3 separate regions of the Mus musculus genome follow, and regions 1 and 2 are each linked to region 3. The links are chromatin contacts, called in public HiChIP or PLAC-seq maps. All regions are on one chromosome and are shown on one strand. Each heading gives the region's core, a stretch centred on a gene start, on an enhancer-like site or on the middle of the called end of the contact. The rest is flanking DNA. Distances are from core to core; before and after follow the strand shown. Region 1 has its middle 470 kb from the start of Gm23891. Region 2 has its middle 270 kb from the start of Gm23891. Region 3 holds the start of 2610316D01Rik (RIKEN cDNA 2610316D01 gene).

The links. HiChIP or PLAC-seq counts read pairs in DNA pulled down with a chosen protein or histone mark.
Region 1: an H3K4me3 HiChIP or PLAC-seq map of embryonic basal ganglia shows a contact between it and region 3, with 19 times the contacts expected there. The contact joins the enhancer-like site here to the promoter of 2610316D01Rik in region 3. A contact is called at or near these places in 7 of 39 promoter capture datasets (cranial neural crest, frontonasal cranial neural crest, hippocampal neurons and 4 more) and 5 of 115 datasets of contacts at active chromatin or transcription factors (astrocytes, embryonic basal ganglia, embryonic forebrain and 2 more).
Region 2: a contact with region 3 is called in an H3K4me3 HiChIP or PLAC-seq map of embryonic basal ganglia, with 20 times the contacts expected there. The contact joins the enhancer-like site here to the promoter of 2610316D01Rik in region 3. A contact is called at or near these places in 3 of 39 promoter capture datasets (cranial neural crest, liver and maxillary cranial neural crest), 3 of 115 datasets of contacts at active chromatin or transcription factors (astrocytes, embryonic basal ganglia and embryonic forebrain) and 1 of 9 other capture datasets (adipose tissue).

The regions. Positions count from the first base shown.
Region 1 is chr3:47,667,648-47,670,347 of GRCm38.p6, reverse strand. No RefSeq gene overlaps it. Among named protein-coding and RNA genes, the nearest start is that of Gm23891, 470 kb to the right of the region's middle. Within about 2 kb of position 1,322, at least 9 of the 459 cell types and tissues checked have an H3K27ac peak or open chromatin away from gene starts, as enhancers often do. A contact at or near this core is called in embryonic basal ganglia, where this site is marked.
Region 2 is chr3:47,470,095-47,472,916 of GRCm38.p6, reverse strand. No RefSeq gene overlaps it. Among named protein-coding and RNA genes, the nearest start is that of Gm23891, 270 kb to the right of the region's middle. Within about 2 kb of position 1,491, at least 4 of the 459 cell types and tissues checked have an H3K27ac peak or open chromatin away from gene starts, as enhancers often do. A contact at or near this core is called in embryonic basal ganglia, where this site is marked.
Region 3 is chr3:45,376,919-45,379,618 of GRCm38.p6, reverse strand. It overlaps 2610316D01Rik (RIKEN cDNA 2610316D01 gene), which reads left to right and starts at 1,359. Exons shown (of 9, transcript NR_045172.1): 1 at 1,359-1,477. Pcdh10 (protocadherin 10) reads right to left here and starts at 1,221. Exons shown (of 5, transcript NM_001098172.1): 1 at 1-1,221. The coding sequence starts at 366.

The DNA of each region.
Region 1 (2,700 bases), core at 73-2,572, 2.3 Mb before region 3:
GATAGTTAATGTTGATTCTCATCTTGACAGAAAATGGAATCCACCAAATTCACTTTCCTATGTTTGACCTAGCTATAGAAAGACAAGAGAGGACTGTTAACTACACACTAGCATTTTTTGATGATATGTACTTCTGTTGCTATTGCTGTTGCTGCTATCTTACAACATGCATGCATGCGTACATACACATACTTAGATACATACATATACATGCATGTATACATATATGTACACATACATACATGCATAGCAAGCTCATACATACATATGCATGCATGTATGCATGCTTGCATACATAAAGCAAGTTCTCTAGCTTGGGGAAGAAGTGGAGAAACACTTAGTGGGTTTTGAGTTGGTTACCAAAGGCCCACTGCCACTGAAGATTAATTGTTGTGTGTTGAGAATGTGTCAGCCCTGCTGCCCTGCAGTTTCCACATAGAAGTTGTACACAGGTTTCTCTCTCTGTGTGATACACATTTTTGAAGCATATTCTGGCCTTACAGCCTAATAGATAACAATAGCAAGGCTAGAAAGGTGGTCCAATTCATGATCCAGTCCTCCTTCAAGCGTTTTCTTATATATCACACACTTTAGGGGCTCGAACACACTCTACTAGCAATGTTGCCGACAGAGCCATTTATATTAATGACAGCTTCAAAGCTTACAAAGTCTGATCCCTTTTAAGTAATCTTTATTTTATATTCACAGAGTAAGATATTTCCAGTGAGAAAAATATTTTTTAAAGATTTCTGTTTAGTTGTTTTCTCCACATCTGCAACAGTTTGACTGATAAAAAATATTTCATATAGTGTCTATTTGTCTTGCTTTAATTTGCAGTAACTTGCATTTTTAATCCCTTAACATTTTCATATTTAAATCTGTATTTTCCTATTAATAATTTTAAGTTTGGGGTTATATTTGCACTGATATTTATGAATCCTCACAAAAAATAAATGACTTGTTGATATTTAAAAATTGTGAAAACCCTTGTATGTCGTCTCTTTCAATCCAATATATTTAATCTAATCCACAGCATATATATATATATATATATCATAATCAAGATTTAGATTACACCAATGTGTATTGAATTGCTAACTCTGAAGTGTTTTACGCCCAGTGGACTTACTTCTTATTGAGGACAGTCATAAATAACTTTAACATATTCCAATGTGATAAGAAGGAACTGTGGATTGGGTCATTGTGGAATTACAGTCCCCTGCTTAATGATTGCAGAAAATTGCCTGGCAGTAGAACAAAGAGAAAGAGGGCGATGTGGTGAATGCTGGCTAATTAAACCAGTAATTGCTTCTTGTTGTGCACCCAGATAATGTGCCCCTGATAATTTCAAATGGAGTCTTGGAGCAGCGCTCTTGAATGGGAGGCTGTGCCAGTTACAGCTCTTCTACATACGATTCTCCTTGTGCTTAGAAGGTGGCCTACTTCTCAAACTTCCTAGTCCTGCATGATTAAAAACAAAAACACAACAAAAGAAAACAGTGGCAGGTAGAGTACTATTCTTAGTTGTGCAGTTATCAGACAATAATTTTAGTATGGCTGTTTTTTTATCCCTCACATTTAGTCATATTGTTCATTTGAAGTTGGAAATTAATTGCTCTAACAGGAAAGATCAAACACTCATATTTTTCTGTGGACATTTTAGAATATTCAAATGTATTTATTTCAAATATGTTATCACAACACCAAACTTATTTCATATGTATGGTCTCCTGATACTGGGCTATTAATGTTGTAATTAACATTCAATTTCACTTACACTTAAAATTTAATCATGCTATTTCTCAGACTACATATTTTTATTTTAATAATGTGTCACAAACTAAACTCAAGTAATTGTATATTTTTGAGTATTTAATATATAAGAAAGACTGTATCTTATAAAGCTTTCCAGAAACTCTAAATTTTACTCTCTGTGGTACTAGTACTAATAATGGGAATGATTTTACTTGAGAAAAAAAATCAGTTTTGAATGTTGTATTGGATAAAGAATCCTTTCTTCTGTGGTTTTTCCATATTTTATGAGAAATTAAAAACATTGTTTTCTCTTAATATCTTGTTACTCTTCTAACAGATTTCAGTCATTTTTTTAGTGAAATATGAAAGGTTCATTATGATGTAGGGAAATAGTATGTTTTATTTATTTGTCATTTCTATGTATGTAATTATCAGTTGAGTAAAATTTAATGTTACAGTATATCATTACAATTTTATATTTATATTTGATCAAATACTGGATTCTGAAATAATATTTTATAAGTATCATTGCCACATCAAATTAAAGTGTATGCTGTATATAAGGATGTAATTTTCTTAAGAGCCAGGAGGACATAATTAAGAAAATATCTCACATGGGTAAAAGCATCAATATTTAAAATCCCATAGTCTTCTTTACAATTTTATCATATATAATACTTTTGTGAATTATACACATAAGTAATTTTCCACTCTATTTTCATGTACTTACTTTTAAAGATAAGATTTCACTATGTGTGACTTGTAAGACTCAAAATTGTGGTCAAAAAATTCATGTATAGGATTACAGATATTTCGTACAATGTATTTTCCCTGAAGTACATGGCTTTTAAGATTTACACATATTCAATTTTCTCCCCTTTTCATAATTAAAACTCTATGCACGTTTAATGTTGACATGAAAATATATCATGATAAGTTCTTGGA
Region 2 (2,822 bases), core at 242-2,741, 2.1 Mb before region 3:
TTTTAGGAATTTTATAAAATAGAACAGCTTGTCTATGTTACAGTAGAGATCCATCCTCTCAAGTAAGACAATGAGTGTTCCTAAATTTTTGTGAATTTCTTCTTGTCTAGAAAACTTATGGTTTTTATTAAAACATAAGAGGCATTCTCACATCAAAATGAAGTCTTAGGCATTATATAATTAAATGTAATATTTAAAAGAACACTTATTTTGCCTGTGATGTTTTCCCCCTGAATCTGTGAGATAAACAGGAAAAGGTTATAATTAAAGCTGCTTTTATTGAATAACATCATATGCTAATTCCAAATTTATTCCCATTGCATCCAAATTAAAATGCCTCTTTTATCTTCAAAGGAAGAAGCAATCAGGGGGAGGGAAAGAGTAATAAAATATTGAAAACATCATATTGGCATTCGATTGAATTAATTTTAATGTAAAGAGGAATAGTTAATGATAATGAATGTTTAAGAAGAAAATATTAGATGTTTTGAATTATCTTCATTTTTATGCATTAGTTTCTGTTATTTGAAACGAAATGAGAGTTTATATTTTTATGATTATGACTCAGATGGACCTGATATGGTATTTCATATTGCTTCCCACTGTCCATTTAAAACTGCCTAGAAAGGCATAGTTTGTTAAATTAAGAAAATATATGACAGAAATTTTAACTATATTTAAAATGCATACTTGACATTTAGGCTTGTGTGTAAGTAGCCATGACCTAGTTGTGAATAATATTCAGTTCAATGTAACAATGGTGATAGTGAGGAAAAAAAATACTAAAGCTTATGATGAACTATAGAATGACTAGACAAATAGTCCAAATAGATAATCTAACACTGTATAATTTATGCTTACAATTTTTAACATCCTTGAAATTTGTCAGTTTGAAATTTTTAGACAAATTTGATTATAGAAACCACAAGTAACTATTGTCTAATTATGTTTCTTTGTCCAATTATTTTAAATATATTTACAATAAACCAGAATACTTATATTAATAAGTCAAGTAGAATAAGTAAAAGATATTGTAATGATAGACATTTTTAGTTAATATAAATAAATATGCTCCAATCTTTTGATGTTCACTGAATTTAAGATTACTTCTTCAATGATCATGGATGGGCCACATGAGTGTCTCCCTCATTCCCTTGTTGTCTTGGCAATAATTGATTTTTTTTTTAGAGGATGTTATCTATCAATTCCACTGTGCATTGCAGCATATATGCCAGTTTAGATTTTTCCCTGACTAATTATTATGAAAGGTACCATAATTTGCCCTCTCTCTGGTCCTTGTCATGGATACAGGCAATACTGTTCAATACTAACAAAACGATTATAATTTTAATGAGGTTGATGAAAGTCTCATTATTTAAGAAAATTACACTGTAATATGTTGGTGCTTTATCAGTCCATACCTTCTTCTCTGTCTTCATTTCCTCAGCTGGGATCTGATGTCATCTCTCCATACAAATCAGCTCTGAATTGCAGGATGATTACATAATGGATTGCTTTGGTTGCTATAATTCTTCAGATAATTGCTTTGAAACACTGCTAATGTATTCAGCATTTTCCACATTTAAAAACATACTCTATTAAAATATTTGATGATGTGTACTATCCAGATACTGTGTCTATTTCCATGATAAAAAAACAACCAGAAAGTTTCTTCAGTATATAATTTTCTTTATTTAAAAATACAAAAACATAAGCAAAACAGAACAAAAATATAAGACATATGAAGTTTGTAGGATATATGAAGTTTAAGTTGGTATGTTTAAAATAATGTCTAAAGAAACTTATCAGAGATAGGAATTTTTGATTAATAGGAGATGTTACAAATATGAATTACATACTAGTAATGGCATCACAGAGGCTGCCTTGTTAATAGAGCTGTGGCCCTATTCCTATTGAAGCTGAATTTAAATGCTCCGGATATCCTTGCAGAACTCAGTAATGTTAATTGGCTGAAGTACTAGAATATATTACATAAAAAAATTTTTTTGAAACTTCTACGACATAGTGAAACTAGAATCAGGTGCAAAATAATTGAAAGTTTAAAAAGATGGGACAATTCAATCCAAAATGTCAAGAGAAATATATAATAGAGTAATAATTCTACAAATTAGGAACTGACAAAGGAAAGCAATGGTTGAGGAACTAAAGAAAACCTTACTGAGGGTGTAAACAGTATTATCTACCATCTAAAGAACCATAAACATAAAATATTTAAGGTAAACAATTTGGAGGTTAATAGAGTTATTACTTTTAGTTCTTTATAATTCATTTAGGAATAAAATAAATTTATGTTAAAGGAATAATATACATATAGCATTTTCTTATTTTAACCAGTGAGAGTACAAATATTTCTATTTCATCTGTTTACAACTAGGCAGACCCAGAAGTGCCTCTAAGGGCACAAGAACTGTAGGTTAAGCAGTCAGGAAATCAATCTATGAGTATATATCTGATGCATAAATTATTTCTCCTATTAGATTTCAATTTTTACATTAGAAATTTCATATATATTTCACATTAACATAATTTTCACTTGCGATGCCATGTTGTTTATTTTTCTTATCTTGTTACCAGTCTACTCTCCATATTTGGTTTTTCAGAGATTTTTTTTCTTCAGCCAAGTATTATTTTAACAACGTTGAAATATTTCACCATATTAACCCTTTTTTCTCATTTCTAAATATTTTGAGGTTAGAAAATAAAACCACTTTTCATTTCAAACACTTGGTAGTATTTCAAACATTTTGAGGCACTCCACAGGTAGTCTGTCTTTAATAAGCTTCACAGTCATTTAAGGAGTT
Region 3 (2,700 bases), core at 110-2,609:
GAAGGAGGGAGGGTTGTCATTGATGTCCAGCACTTCGATCTCCACTCGGAACAGCTCCAGCGGGTTCTCCAGAAAGACCTCCAGGTGCAGGACACAAGAGGGGCTCTGCTTACAGATTTGCTCGCGATCTATCTTCTCGTTTACGTACAGAACCCCGGTCTCCAGATTGAGGTCCAAGTAAGGGGTCCGTGAGTTGGCCACCGTCTGAAACCTGCGAGCTGAAAGTTTTGTAATGTCCAAGCCCAGGTCTTCAGCGATATTCCCCACGAAAGTGCCATGTTCCTGCTCTTCCTGCACAGTATAATGAAGCTGGGAAAAGACTCCGTCCACCATCCAGAGCAAGGCAAAGAATAACAGCACAATCATTTCCAAAAGGAAAAGGAAGCAGCTCCCCTGTAGCCAGCCAGCCACCCCGATCACCGCCCCCCAACCACCACCACAAAAAGAATAATAATAATCTAAAAAATATAAATAAAAGTGTGCTGCGTGGGGGGGGGGCTCCTGTGGCTGTATTAAAATTTTGATTCCTTTTGCTTCATTTTAGAGCGTCTCCAAATCGAGCCTCATTTTTCAATCTTAGCGCAGAAAGGGTGACAGATGTCCCCTATGCTCAGCCGTAATCTTCCCACTGACCAATTAATAAAATAACGATCATACAATAGTCAGCCTCCTTTATTCCGACAGTGTTGGCGCAACGCGGCGCTGGCAAATCCCAAGGAGGAAATTTCGATATTTCAAGACTGTCCTAGGTTTGTCTTCCTGCTGATGGGAGGAGAATGTGGAGGAGGAAGAAGAGGAGAAGGAGGAAGATGAAGAGGAAAAGAAGGTAGAGGAGATGCTGCCGGCACCACTGAACATGCCTCTTGATATCAACGGCTGGCAAACGCGAGCGGGGTTAAAGACAGCGAGAAAAATTTTTGCTGGAAAAACACGGAGCCGTTCTGCAGCATAAAACTTTCATTCTCTTCATTTCTCCGGATGGACGTTCCTCTTGTCATTTTCTTCCCTCTGTCTCTCTTTGCATCTCTTGGCTTTCATAGTCTTGTGTCTATTCTCAACTTCACTGGCTCTGGCTTTGCGTGAACACAACCAGCTATTTCTTTTCTGCTGTTTCCTTTGCAAGCCTCTCTCCCTCTAACCTGCCTCTTCTCCTCTCAGTCCATCCTGCCTCCTGCTTCAGCCCCAATGCTTGTGATCTCGGCTGGCAGTTTCTGAGCTCCGAGCGCTCCGCTTCTCTGTTTTTGCGCAGCGCCCTCATTCTGCCAACCAATCGCCGAGGAGCACCACCCACCGAGCGACTGTTCGTTGGCTAAAGTGGCCGTCAAGTAGTTACGTCACGCGGCAGCCAGGAGGGGCGGGGCAGAACGCTCGCTTTGGCTGCGGGAGTGAGTGTGAGTGTGAGAGCAAGAACAGCCCGCAGGTCCCGAGGCGCTTGCAGGGGACTCTGCCGCGGAAAGTTCCCAGTCCCCAGCCGCAGGTAATGGGCAGGGAATAAGAGAGGTTCCCCTGTTTGCATCAGCAAATACGAAAACATAATAGCAACAGCTGCGGTAGCCTCTCCAAGGAGCGGGGTTTCCAGTGACGCTAACATTCTTTTTTTCCTTTAAGGTGTTTTCCCTCCTGCTGATCGTGGAAAGAAATCACCAAGAAGAGGGGAAAGTTGCCCCGGGGCCGGTAGTCATGTAGGGGTTACCAAAGCAAGGGACTCTGGCAGAGATGCGCGCGGACAATTTAAATGCCGGCATAAAATGGCATGTGTCAATCAAAGCTAGAGGGTCAGAAGGGGAGGTGTGGGGAGGATAGACCAGGCTGCAAAGGGAGTGCGGAGGTGAATTCCCCCTAAAGCGGAGGGATTCAGACCAAGGGACTTGGGGCGACAGCTCCTATAGACGGGCAGATGGTTGAACGTCTACCCATCTAATGTCTACCCACAAAATGCTTGGTTACTAAATTAACTCGTTTGGGGACATTGCTTCGAACTGTGAGTACCCCAGTCAAGGACTGGGGGCTTCTTTGTAGTTTATGCATGGGAGCCCGCCATCGTTAAACCCACTCTAGGGCACCGGATCCAGCACCACCCATCACAGCGAGGCGCTAGCAATATCCCTGCGCCTCGCCTGGCCCCGCGCCAGGCAGCAGTGGCGAGCGCGGGCTTTTCTTTTCTTTTCTTCTTTTGCCTGATTTCTGTTTTAATTATTTATTTTTCTTTTACCCTTGGTGATCCATCCCTGCCTCCATAACTAGAGGGGGTGTGGGAAGAAGGTACATGCCCAGCCCGAAGACAGCTCTCTGGAGAATGACCGTGGGGTGGCCGCGAGGGCGGGCGGGGCGGTGCACACGCACACGGGGGATAGAGTGTGCACCGCTGCGGGAATCCACCGGCACGTTTGCACATTCCTGGTGCTGGCCCTCGTCCTCGCTGGCTGGCCACAAGCTGAGTTCGGTGCGAATCCCTGGGGAGCAGTCCGGGGATTCTGAGCCGCGCGCCTGACTAGCCACGGGTATCCACACGCCCAGTTCCCGGGAAGTTATAAGGCGGCGGGAACGAACTCTCCGCTGCTGGGAGAGCCCGCTGAATGCCTGTCCTTCAAGGATAAATATCGAAGAATACGTTTTAATACTTATCAACGTGCTGCCCGCAAGGAATAGGTTGTTTATTTTCCGGAGGAGCCGTTTAAGCCAAAGACTAGAATGACTCCC